4 separate regions of the Gossypium hirsutum genome follow, and all the other regions are linked to region 2. Evidence: chromatin contacts called from public Hi-C data. All regions are on one chromosome and are shown on one strand. The core of a region is the stretch at or near the end of the contact, and the rest is flanking DNA. Distances in the headings are between cores, read along the strand shown. Region 1 holds the start of LOC107888699 (glucose-6-phosphate 1-dehydrogenase, cytoplasmic isoform). Region 2 holds the start of LOC107888711 (probable carboxylesterase 11). Region 3 holds the start of LOC107888701 (glyceraldehyde-3-phosphate dehydrogenase 2, cytosolic). Region 4 holds the start of LOC107902149.

What was found. Hi-C and Micro-C count contacts between places; a contact is called where the count stands out from the background.
Region 1: a Hi-C map of leaf shows a contact between it and region 2, with 3 times the contacts expected there. The contact joins the promoter of LOC107888699 here to the promoter of LOC107888711 in region 2. A contact is called at or near these places in 3 of 34 Hi-C or Micro-C datasets (all in leaf).
Region 3: a contact with region 2 is called in a Hi-C map of leaf, with 3 times the contacts expected there. The contact joins the promoter of LOC107888701 here to the promoter of LOC107888711 in region 2. A contact is called at or near these places in 3 of 34 Hi-C or Micro-C datasets (all in leaf).
Region 4: a contact with region 2 is called in a Hi-C map of leaf, with 2.7 times the contacts expected there. The contact joins the promoter of LOC107902149 here to the promoter of LOC107888711 in region 2. A contact is called at or near these places in 11 of 34 Hi-C or Micro-C datasets (callus, hypocotyl, leaf and 2 more).

Annotation. Positions count from the first base shown.
Region 1 is chrA09:15,032,575-15,035,310 of Gossypium_hirsutum_v2.1, forward strand. It overlaps LOC107888699 (glucose-6-phosphate 1-dehydrogenase, cytoplasmic isoform), which reads left to right and starts at 1,313. Exons shown (of 16, transcript XM_016812871.2): 1 at 1,313-1,599; 2 at 2,111-2,317; 3 at 2,397-2,482. The coding sequence starts at 2,147.
Region 2 is chrA09:14,837,918-14,840,663 of Gossypium_hirsutum_v2.1, forward strand. LOC107888711 (probable carboxylesterase 11) reads right to left here and starts at 1,463. Exons shown (of 2, transcript XM_016812887.2): 1 at 148-1,463. The coding sequence starts at 953.
Region 3 is chrA09:15,053,115-15,055,814 of Gossypium_hirsutum_v2.1, forward strand. It overlaps LOC107888701 (glyceraldehyde-3-phosphate dehydrogenase 2, cytosolic), which reads left to right and starts at 1,339. Exons shown (of 11, transcript XM_016812878.2): 1 at 1,339-1,589; 2 at 1,660-1,760; 3 at 2,183-2,298; 4 at 2,409-2,508; 5 at 2,641-2,700. The coding sequence starts at 1,562.
Region 4 is chrA09:14,583,393-14,586,092 of Gossypium_hirsutum_v2.1, forward strand. It overlaps LOC107902149, which reads right to left and starts at 1,420. Exons shown (of 16, transcript XM_016828372.2): 1 at 1,208-1,420; 2 at 1,049-1,143; 3 at 852-965; 4 at 493-597; 5 at 274-345. The coding sequence starts at 1,304.

The DNA of each region.
Region 1 (2,736 bases), core at 63-2,562, 190 kb after region 2:
AGCAACTCATGGCACGATAAATGTGATTTATATTTATGAAATAATTTTCGTTAAATTATTTGTTTTGTTGTAGAAACTTTATGTTAAATAAACATATATAATGTCAGTAATTAATAATAGTATTGACGAAATATTACTACAAATTTTGATACAAACAAACAATATTCTAAAAATTATTTTTTATGTATAGTAATTCATGTTAAAATTGATATTTTAGATATTAAATTCTTTTTATATTAATAAATAATTTTTTATTTAAATTTGATATTTTTTCTAATATGATACTTAAGTTTTTTTTATTATCTAATTTAATTCTTATATTTACAAAATTTATATATTTTGATATCCATTATCTAACTGACTATTATTTGCACTTTCTTTTGTCTATTATTAATTGACCCAATTTAGTCCTTATATTATTAAAAAAATTAAATAAGATTAATTTTCAACAAAATTAGTATTTATTGTTTAAATAAATGTTCATTTACTATTTAATATAATTAATATTTTGAAAATTTAATGATTTTGCAAATGAAGTATTTCGTTTAAAATTGAACCATGAAAATTTTTAATTAATAAATATTAACTCTACAATTTAATTTTATTTAAAAATTTTAATACATAAATTCCACGGACATACTTATATTGATGAGGTTATTTGTTGACGCATTTTGTTGAATTCTGACCAAGGAAGTGGAAGTCCATGATTTAGTCATTGGATTCCTATATGTACAGAATTCATTCAAAAAATAAGTTCATCCCAATAATAATGGTTACACAAAATGGACTCAACTACCACTTAGTGGTAGCTATTTTTTTCTTTAAAATTACAGGATGGATAATTTCGCATTATAAAGACATGAAGTAGGGTGATGCATTATTTTCTCCTTTAATGAAATTATTGAAATTGATACATTCAACCTCCTCTTAACACCCACGATCTTAACTGGATTCGTCAAATCAAGGCCGTTCATCACGTGGAAAAAAAATTCTGATCCGATCTTTATTTTATTGGACAGCGACGGTTAGAAAGGGGCGTCGCCTTTTTATTATTCTCAATTTTCTTTTCTTTTCTTTTTGGGGGTTCATTTGATTCGCAATTTTGTTAGCGCCAATAGTAAATTGGATTTCTTTATAACGTCGTCAGTCGTCACCGTATATTTTTCGTATTTACAATATACTCCTTTGGGATTTTTTTTGTTTCAGCCCAAAATGAAAAAGATATTACTAAAGTATGCAAAAACTATGAGCCCATTTTAGCTATATTTTAAATTAACGGTTATAAATATATTGAGAACAAAGTTGGAGGGGCATGGACATAAATACGGAGAATGAAGGTGGAAAATATGGAAAGGAAAAGACAAGTTGGTGTTTAACTACGGCGGCTGGTAAGAAAAAGATCCCACACATTGAGACAAGGGGAGTTGGTGACAGAACAACAAGAGCGATACAAAGACTGCAATATAACCTCAAGCTCTGACGCCCACTTTTCAAACCTTAACACCAAACTCATACCAACCACTCTCGCTCTATATATCTGCCTCTCTTTCTTTCTTTACAATTCTCAGGTTTCATTGTTCTTTGAATCCTGCTTTCAAGGTTTGTTTCACTTCTTTATCTCAGGTTCTTCATTCTTTCTTCCCAAACATGGTTTTATTGATATGATTGGTTTTCTCATTTGATCTGGGTTTTGAGTTTTTAATGTAAAGTCTGTTTCTTTATGGGATCCATGCAATGAAAAGTTTGCATATTTTTTTGTATGTTTCTTTTGCATGTTCTTCACAAACCTTTGATTTCATATCTTTATTAAGCCAATTGTCATTTAGTTGAGTGAAAGTGAACTCTTATGTCACGCTCTGTTTCAGTTTTGGCAGATTAATCAAATCATTTAATAGATATATGGGCAAAACGTGATTTTATTGAGCTTAATTTCATTGGTTTTCTCCTTTGATTTGGATTCTGAGTCGAGTTTTGAGTATTTCATTTAGAATTTGTTTCTTTTGAAAAGTTTGTAATTTTCTTTAACCTTTCTTTTGCATGTTGTTGATAAAAGTTGAGCAAAAATGAAGTCTTTTTGTTTTGCGTACAGCTTACATTTCTTTGAGTACAGGTCATAAAAGAAACAAAGAAAGGCAAAGCTTAGAAGATGGGATCAGGTGAATGGTGCCTTCAAAAACGAGATAGTTTCAAGAGTGAAACGCTTGTAGGCAATGAGACTGTGCCGGAAATTGGGTGCCTTTCAATTATTGTTCTTGGTGCCTCTGGTGATCTTGCCAAAAAGAAGACTTTCCCTGCTCTCTTTCATCTTTATTGCCAGGTTCAAGTGTTTTAGATTCATTGATCAACTTTGGCTTCCCTGATAAGGCTAACCTTAGATGGTAATTGTGTGTATGCAGGGATTTCTGCCACCAATTGAGGTGCACATTTTCGGCTATGCAAGGACTAAGATTTCAGATGACGAATTGAGAAATCGCATTCGTGGGTGAGACGTCTCCACCTATTACTAATCGGTTTTAGTCCAATGCTTAACATGGTATCAGATTCCAGAGTTTGTTATGTTATTCTTCCTACCTAACCCCATGTGTGGTTGACTGCCCCTACGTGAGGTTGAGTGTTAAGTAGTGGTATCCCACATCTGTTTAGTATTAAAGTCAACTCCTTCCATTATTATTGCTTGGTTTTAGGTCGGATGCTTAATGAATAGTTGCTCACACTTTAGCCAAATTGCGTTAATTT
Region 2 (2,746 bases), core at 213-2,712:
ATTTTCAATCAAATAAATTCATTTACAAAAACAAATACAAATACAAAAAGATAATAAAAAATAATAAAATAAGAAGAAGAAGAAGAAGAAGAAGAAGAAGAAGAAGAAGATCGAAACATTGAATGGTTAAAATGAAGAAATAAGAACCTTGATGGATCACCATGAGCTGCCAACCACGGCTCAACCATGGAAGCCCCAAATGCATCCACAATATGTCTTTGAACTTCGGCCTTGGTAAACTCTGCTCCAACCCCACGAGCCCCACTCCCCATTGACTTACAACACTCGGCTAAATTCGCTTGCTTCCCTAACCAATTCAAGACCTTCAATCCATCGTCAAAAGCAGCCGGATACTTATTCTCCGGCGCCAACCTATAACCAACGGCCACAACTATAACATCACACAATTTCGCTATCCTCCGACAAAAGAAATCGTTGGCGACCGACTCATTGCTCCCACTAACCCAACCCCCGCCGTGAAACTGTAACATTATCGGTAATTTTCGACATTTTTGAGGTTGTGGTGAATAACCTCGATAAACATTATTGTCGGATCTTGAATTTAACCCATCAAGACTGCTTCTTCTCGAATCATTTCTCGGGGTCCCGGTATCAGAAGGAGCATAGCTGTTCCTCCGGTGATTAATGGAATTGGGATCTAATAGGGAGGATCTGAGGTGGGATTTGGGGTGGGATTGTTCGGGAGGGGAAAGAGACGATTCGGGGAGGAAGATCCGAATACAGAGGGCAGTAAACGGGTCAATGTGAATGTCTTTAGTGGCGACACCGTCGGTGAAACAAGGATTGGGAGCGGAAACGGATTCTTCGGGTCGGGTCGTGACACCGTAAGGATTGGAGGATTCGTCAATAGGATCTTGAATCCAGCTTTGCAAACGCTGCTTCAAGAGGAACTTGAAGAATACACTATATAATTTTACAGCTACGCTTGGCATTTCCCTTAAAATTTTTTTTCTAATTTTTACAACAAAAACAAAAGTTCTTTTTAATGTTTTTCGTCGAAAACAACTTCTGGGTATTGATCTTTTCAACGTTTTTTGTTGATGAATTTGCAGAGCCCCGAAATAAATGAAGATGATGCTTTTCCCTTCCCTTTTTTTTTTCTTTCCAATTCTGAGGTTTTTTTCTTCCTTTTTTTATTTTTTATTTTTCCTGTTTTTGGGTTTTTTAAGGTTGAGATAAATTCAAGGTTTTTGGAAGGGGAAAGAAAAGTATGAAACTGTGAAATGGGTTAATTATAGGTTGAAATTTGACATGGGAATTGGGTGATTAGGGTTTATAAAAACTGGGAAATTATGCTTGAAATCTGATACCATATATTTCAATGGCAGACCAAATGGAAGTGTAGAATGAAAGAAAGAAAAGAAAAGAAAAGAAAAGGGAAGCGAAGAAGAGGGCCCTTGGTTGTATGATAGGTTACAATAAGATCATGCAACCAGCAACTTTAATAAGATGTTCTTTTTTATTTGCTTTTAATGATAGGCTGTTAAACTATGAGGTTATTTTAGTGATAAAAATGTTGGAAAATGGGATTAATATACTTTATATATTATATATAGCCTAATGACTTAATTGACCTCTCAAGTGAGAGGTACGAGAATTAGAAAGGTAGATCTAGAATTTGGGCAAGACAAATTAATTGTAAAGTTGATAACTTCTATTGGGAAATGTTACATTTTGAAGTCCCTATCATTGTGTTTAAATAAATTCTAAGTCCTTCCATACCAAAAAAAAAAAAACATAAAACATATATTTAAAGCCTTTATTTCATCATACCTTTTATATTATGATTTAGAATTTTAATTTTATTCTTAAATTTAAAAAAACTATAATTGAATGTTTAAATTATCATTTGTATCAATTAAATTCTTAATAAAAGTATTATAAATGTCTCTGTATTAATAGTTAAATTTTATTTTGGTCATTTTATTAAAAAAAGTAAATTAATCTATATATATTAAACTAAAAAACAAATTAGTTTTTTCAATTAAAATTTTCATCCATTTTCTAAAGTTAAAAATTAGCATGATTAACGAAATAACTAAACAATTATACATGGCATGCCACATATATCTCATGTCGACGTATAAGGACCAGATTTTTAACAATAGAAATAGATGAAATTTTTAATAGAATAATCAATTTACTTTTTTAACTAACGTACAGAAACTAACTTTTTCGTTTTTTTAATAGAGCAAAATACAACCCCACACCTAATACAAGGCCTCCATAATACTTTTACCTCAAATTCTTTTCTAATTAACTAAATTTAATGTAGAACATATTAAATACATATATATTAATTATATAAATAAATTGGTTTTAACTTGGTAAGAAAAATCTCTTAAATTTTAATAACCAATTATCATTTATGTGAAACATATTTATAACATGATATTCAAATTTTAAATATATATTTATTGTATGAATAAATTAGTTTTAACTTGTTAAGAAAATCTTTCAAATTTTAATTATAAAGATTCTTTTAAAAAATTATGTTTCATAGAAAATTTAAACTTATATTTAACCCATAAAAGATATTGACCACTATAATATTAATACTTTGATAATTCAATTAATATATTTTGAATTTCGTGGCTAATTTAAAATTTATATTTTTTTATATTTGAATATTGCAAAAATATATATTAAAATATGTGGTGGAGAAGTTACTTCCAGAAATATGTTTTCTTTTTTAAATGAGTATCTCGACATCTATGAGTATCAA
Region 3 (2,700 bases), core at 89-2,588, 220 kb after region 2:
TATTAGTGTATCATTGTTATTTTCTATTTTATTATTACTTTTATACTATTGTTTCTATTTTTATTATTTTCATTTTTCTATTTTATTATTACTTTTATACTATTGTTTCTATTATTATTATTTTCATTACTTCCGTTATTATTATCATTATTTTCTATTATCATTAATATGTCGTTTGTTTATTATTATTTTATTATTATTATTATTAACACTATTATCATCATTATATTTATTTTTTTTAATATCATTTCCATTATTTTTTAAATTATTATTACTATTATTTTTATTATCCGTCCTATTTTTAAACTATTTCATTCAATATTTTGTTGTACGTGTGTTTATTTTCCCCCTCCCGAATTAAATTAAATTTTTATTCGAATTTTCTTTGTTATTCTATCTTTTATCTCTATATTATTTTATTTATTATTATTTTTGTCTAGATTTTTCAAGTAAAGGCAATATTCGATACTTGGAAATTCAAGAAATCGTGTCCTAACGTACTAGGTTTCAGTTTTTCGTTTGATCTAAGTAACCGATTATCCTTTTAAAATAAAATACATGAGTTTTAAATAACATAAAGGCAATATTCCGTATTTAAAAATTCGAGTAGTCGTGCCCTAACATACTGGGTTTCGATTTTCCGTTTGATCTAAATATCCAAATATCCTTTTTAAAATTTAAATACATGTGTTTTAAATGAAATAGAAGGCAAGCTCATAATCGAGGGTCGATGTGTTGTGTCCTAACGTACTGGATATAACATTTTATCTTAAGATGAAACGGTCATTGGCATACGTTTTAATTCATCCAAATACTTCAAAAAAACATTAACACTAAGAGGAATCATATTTTAAACTCTTGTCAAATTTTTAATTTTCAACATTAAGACACTGAATAATCAATTAGGTACTAAATTTGGGCGTGACAAGAGTGATAACCCTTCCTCGCACGTAATCGACTCCCAAACCTGTTTTTCCAATTTTCGCAGACCAAAATTGTTGTTTTGATAAATCAATCTGTTTATTGAAAAACGACCACGTTTTGAGGTGACCCGATCACACTCCATCAAAAAGGATCGGTGGCAACTTTAAAATTTCGTTTTAAACAGTCGATTCCCGTTTTTTAAAAAAATAATTTCGACAGCTTAGAAACTCTAAACTTTCATTTTAAAAAGTCGATTCCTATTTTTCAAAAACAGATTAGTCCTAGAAGATATAATCAGACGTGACGAACTTGACTGATAGACTTAAGAAGAAAAGAAGATCATTAATTCATTTATGGATTTATTCATTCTGCACTGTACTCTTTGATTTTACGTTTTTACCCTTGCTTCTTCTTCTTCTCATCATCATCCAAGTGACACGTGAGCTACGACCCCACTTTCCTCGTGAGAATCTCCGTCATTTGCCCTTTTCTATCATTCTGTCACCAACACTTCCTCTCGTATATAAACAACCCTCCTTTTTACTCATTTTTTCCTCTCAATTCTCACTTCCTTTACTTCCGTTCTTTTGCCGTCGTATTTTTTTTCAGAGATTTGTTTTTTTTCGCTTCTTTCGATATGGGGAAGATCAAGATCGGAATCAACGGTACTATTATTATTATTATTGATTTTGTTTTTAAATTATGGATCTGATTTTCTTTTTCTGTTTGGTGAAGGATTTGGAAGGATCGGGCGTTTGGTTGCCAGAGTTGCTCTCCAAAGTGAAGATGTTGAGCTCGTTGCTGTTAACGATCCTTTCATCACCACCGATTACATGGTTCGTACACTGTATTTTCCTTCCTATTTCTCACTTATTTACTAGGTTTTGGCATTAGTCTCCGTGCATGTTTGTATTATATTGGTTTTAGTTTTAAGAAAGCTGATCTGATCTTCTCTGCTCTGAGATGAGTGATGATTTGAATTTTTTTCTTTCTTTCTTTCTTGTGATATGATTCTTGAACTTTTAGTGTTACCTAACAGAGCATGATGAAATAGTTTAAATTTCAACTGGTAAACTGATGTATTTCTTGTTCGATCTTTAAGAGATTTATTATAAACTTACTGGTTCTGCTTAGGTTTTTTTTAGTGAGCGAATCTTGTGTCTAATTTGAAAAGAAAGGATGAAAAATGAAGAACCGTTTTAATCAGTTTTTTTAACGATTTAATTATTGATGTGATTTGATAATTGTATTTGTACAGACCTACATGTTTAAGTATGACAGTGTTCACGGTCAATGGAAGCACCATGAGCTTAAGGTGAAGGACTCAAAAACCCTTCTCTTTGGTGAAAAGCCTGTCACTGTTTTCGGCATCAGGTGATATCATGTGTTTCTTTTTCAAAATGGGTTGTTGTAATTGACTTGAGGAACATGGTGAGTTTTCCATTTAGGAGCTATTTTTTTTATTGGCTTTTGATTTATGCCAGAAACCCTGAAGAAATCCCTTGGGGTGAGACTGGAGCTGATTATGTCGTTGAGTCTACTGGTGTTTTCACTGACAAGGACAAAGCTGCTGCCCATTTGAAGGTTTGTGATAATAATTTGATCCTATGCTTTTTTGGAGTTAAGGCCCCCAAAAGTTGTGTTTGGAACTTGATTTTCTTCTTCTTATCTTCGTGTATGGTATTCTCATCTGATCTATGCTTTTTCACTTTTTAGGGTGGTGCAAAGAAGGTAATCATCTCTGCTCCCAGTAAGGATGCTCCCATGTTTGTTGTG
Region 4 (2,700 bases), core at 170-2,669, 250 kb before region 2:
TGCCATTAACCAAAGCAAGTCTCTGGACTCTGGTCCATCTAATCATACAAATACATAGCAAACACCACATGAAAAATACTAAGAGAAAAAACAAACTAGTGCAAACTAAAGGCACAATAAAGGAAATAAGTTCAAAATCAAAATCCTTTCAGTTTCATCATTATTGATTTTGTTGCATGTTGAACTCAAGAAAAGAGAACCTTCTACCTACTAGTGGCTATCTGAAACAAAATAAACAATGATGCACCTTCCATTCTAAATTGTAACCACAACCTTATCAGCAAAATCTGGGAGGTTTGGTTGGGGGTGCTCTGAAAAATATCTCTTCAAAAGTGTCTTGTCAATCTGCATTCAGTGAAAACAAAAGGTCAAGATAAATATAAAAAAAAAAATGAAACTTAATAGCACAGAACAAAACACACACTATATATTCAAATAAAGACTTAACAAACGGCCATGATAATATACAAAACACACTAAGTTGCAGATGACCTTAGATTCATCAACTGTTATGGGAAGATTAAGAAGATATTGCCCTGCATGTGCAACATCAATCTCCTCATCAGTAGCTATCTTAAAATTACTCTTCTCCATCACCTGTGACACCAAAGGGAATTTCAAATTGCAATGTAATGCGAAATTTGTAATAAAAAAGAGTAGCAGTTGTCGTATTCAAGTTTAGTCATGTTAGGGAAAACATCAGAGACACACTAAACATAAACGAAATTCAAGTCATCAGCTTGTTATTATACAGACTTAATATATATTTCAGTGACAGCATTGTGAATTCCTGTTCCAATTTGGGGTTTTGGAAGAAACAACAACAAGAAGAAGAAGGAGAAGAAGAACACCTGAAATAAATATGTCAAGAAATTCTGTTCAAGTACATCTACTTCTTCAGAAGATAAATTTTGCTGCTGCAATTTCCGAGCCCCATTTACAGGGTCAAAGAGGGAGTATAATTGCTGTGAACATGAATTGAAACTAAAATTAGAACAAAAGGAAAGAAACACGAACAAAAATGGTTGAAGGAATATGTTAGCAATACCATTAAATCTTCAAACTGGAGAAGATACCAAGATCGTATTGTGTACTCCACTCTCTTGCAGAACTTCAGAAACTCAGCCCGATCAGAACTATGTTCTGCAACACATGAAAACAGTAAAGACTCAAGTAAAGAGAGGAAGTGGAGAAATGGGAAGCATACCAATAAGGTTGGCCAAAGTCATGATGAGCTTGGGCTTGAGAATGGGAATGACGGCTTCACGCTCTAGTCGAATTACATCCTTGTTTTTGCTGCCCATTGCAGAGAAGTGTGAGTTTGGGATTCAAAGGCCAAACCGAAAGAAAGGATGAAGAAAATAGAAAGAAGTATATGACTTTCTGAGATTGAGATGAAGAAGGTTAAAGTATGCCGGAAGTCCCTCTGTTATATCGAAAAATGCAATTTAATCCCTATAGATTAAATTAGGCGGAGGGAAATATCCCCTCTTTAACCTTTGTTGGCTTTCGCTCTTGTTAATAGTTAATATCGCGAAAAAAGTTGAATCATTATTTAGAGATATATGACAAGCTTGATTTTTCGAGCGTACAATCCAGCTGAATTTTTATTGACAAAAAAAAAAAAAATCAGCTGAAATTTAGTTGAAATTTCTTTGACAAGAGGGAATTTACTTTTTAGGATAAAAGAGGGTCAGTGTAAAATATATTTATTATTTAGGTCAATTATATCATTAATGGTAAATTTTTATTATGATCACTTAAATTAAAACGTTTTAATTTAATTACAAAATTATTTAAAAGTTTTCAATTAAGTCTTGGGACTCTTAAAATCGTTGCATTTCTCTATTCACAACTAACCAATCAATCATTTTTAATATATTCTTCTAAGGTATATTTTTATACTTATTGATGAGTACTAATTCACCATCTCGTTTATCGAATCGTTGTTTAGAGTTCATTAGCGTAATTAAAAAATAAAAACTTAATTACCTAATGACTTACATAAAAACTTTTGAATAGTTTAATGACTTAAATGAAAACTTTCAAATATTTAAGTGATCAAATTGTAAATTTTTTAGTTAAATGATCAAACCGATAACTTATCCATATTTTAGTGATTAATGGTGTAATTTGCCTATTATTTATTTATGTATTATTTTATTTTATTTATTTTTTACATTTTTAAATATAAAGTAATGAAAATGTTAAGTATTAAAGTATTATAAAATTAAATATATTTTATTTCTTTTTTAAAAAAATATTTAATTTAAATTAAAATTAAGTATTTTAAATTTATATTTGATTCAATTATATATTACTCTTGAGATAAGTTTATTAAATTATATTTATGTAAAATTAATTAGTTATTGTTATTTAAAAGGTTTTAGTGGATTTTTTTATTAAAATATAAAAGTAAAAAATAAAGTAAGAAAGAAAAAAAAACGAATTTATCCCAAAATTATTAATATTAGATTAATAGACCTTGAGAATTTTAAGATTTCATATTTCAATCTCACTTTATATAAATCTTATATGAATTCTCAGTACATATTTATTCTGGTTTATGTGCTAACATATAAGTAATTATAATTTAATATAAACTTACATATATTATTTAAAAAATATTATTATTCAGATGCAGTTTTTGTAATTGCATTTATGACTGTTATAAACCTTAAAATTATATTGTATTAAACA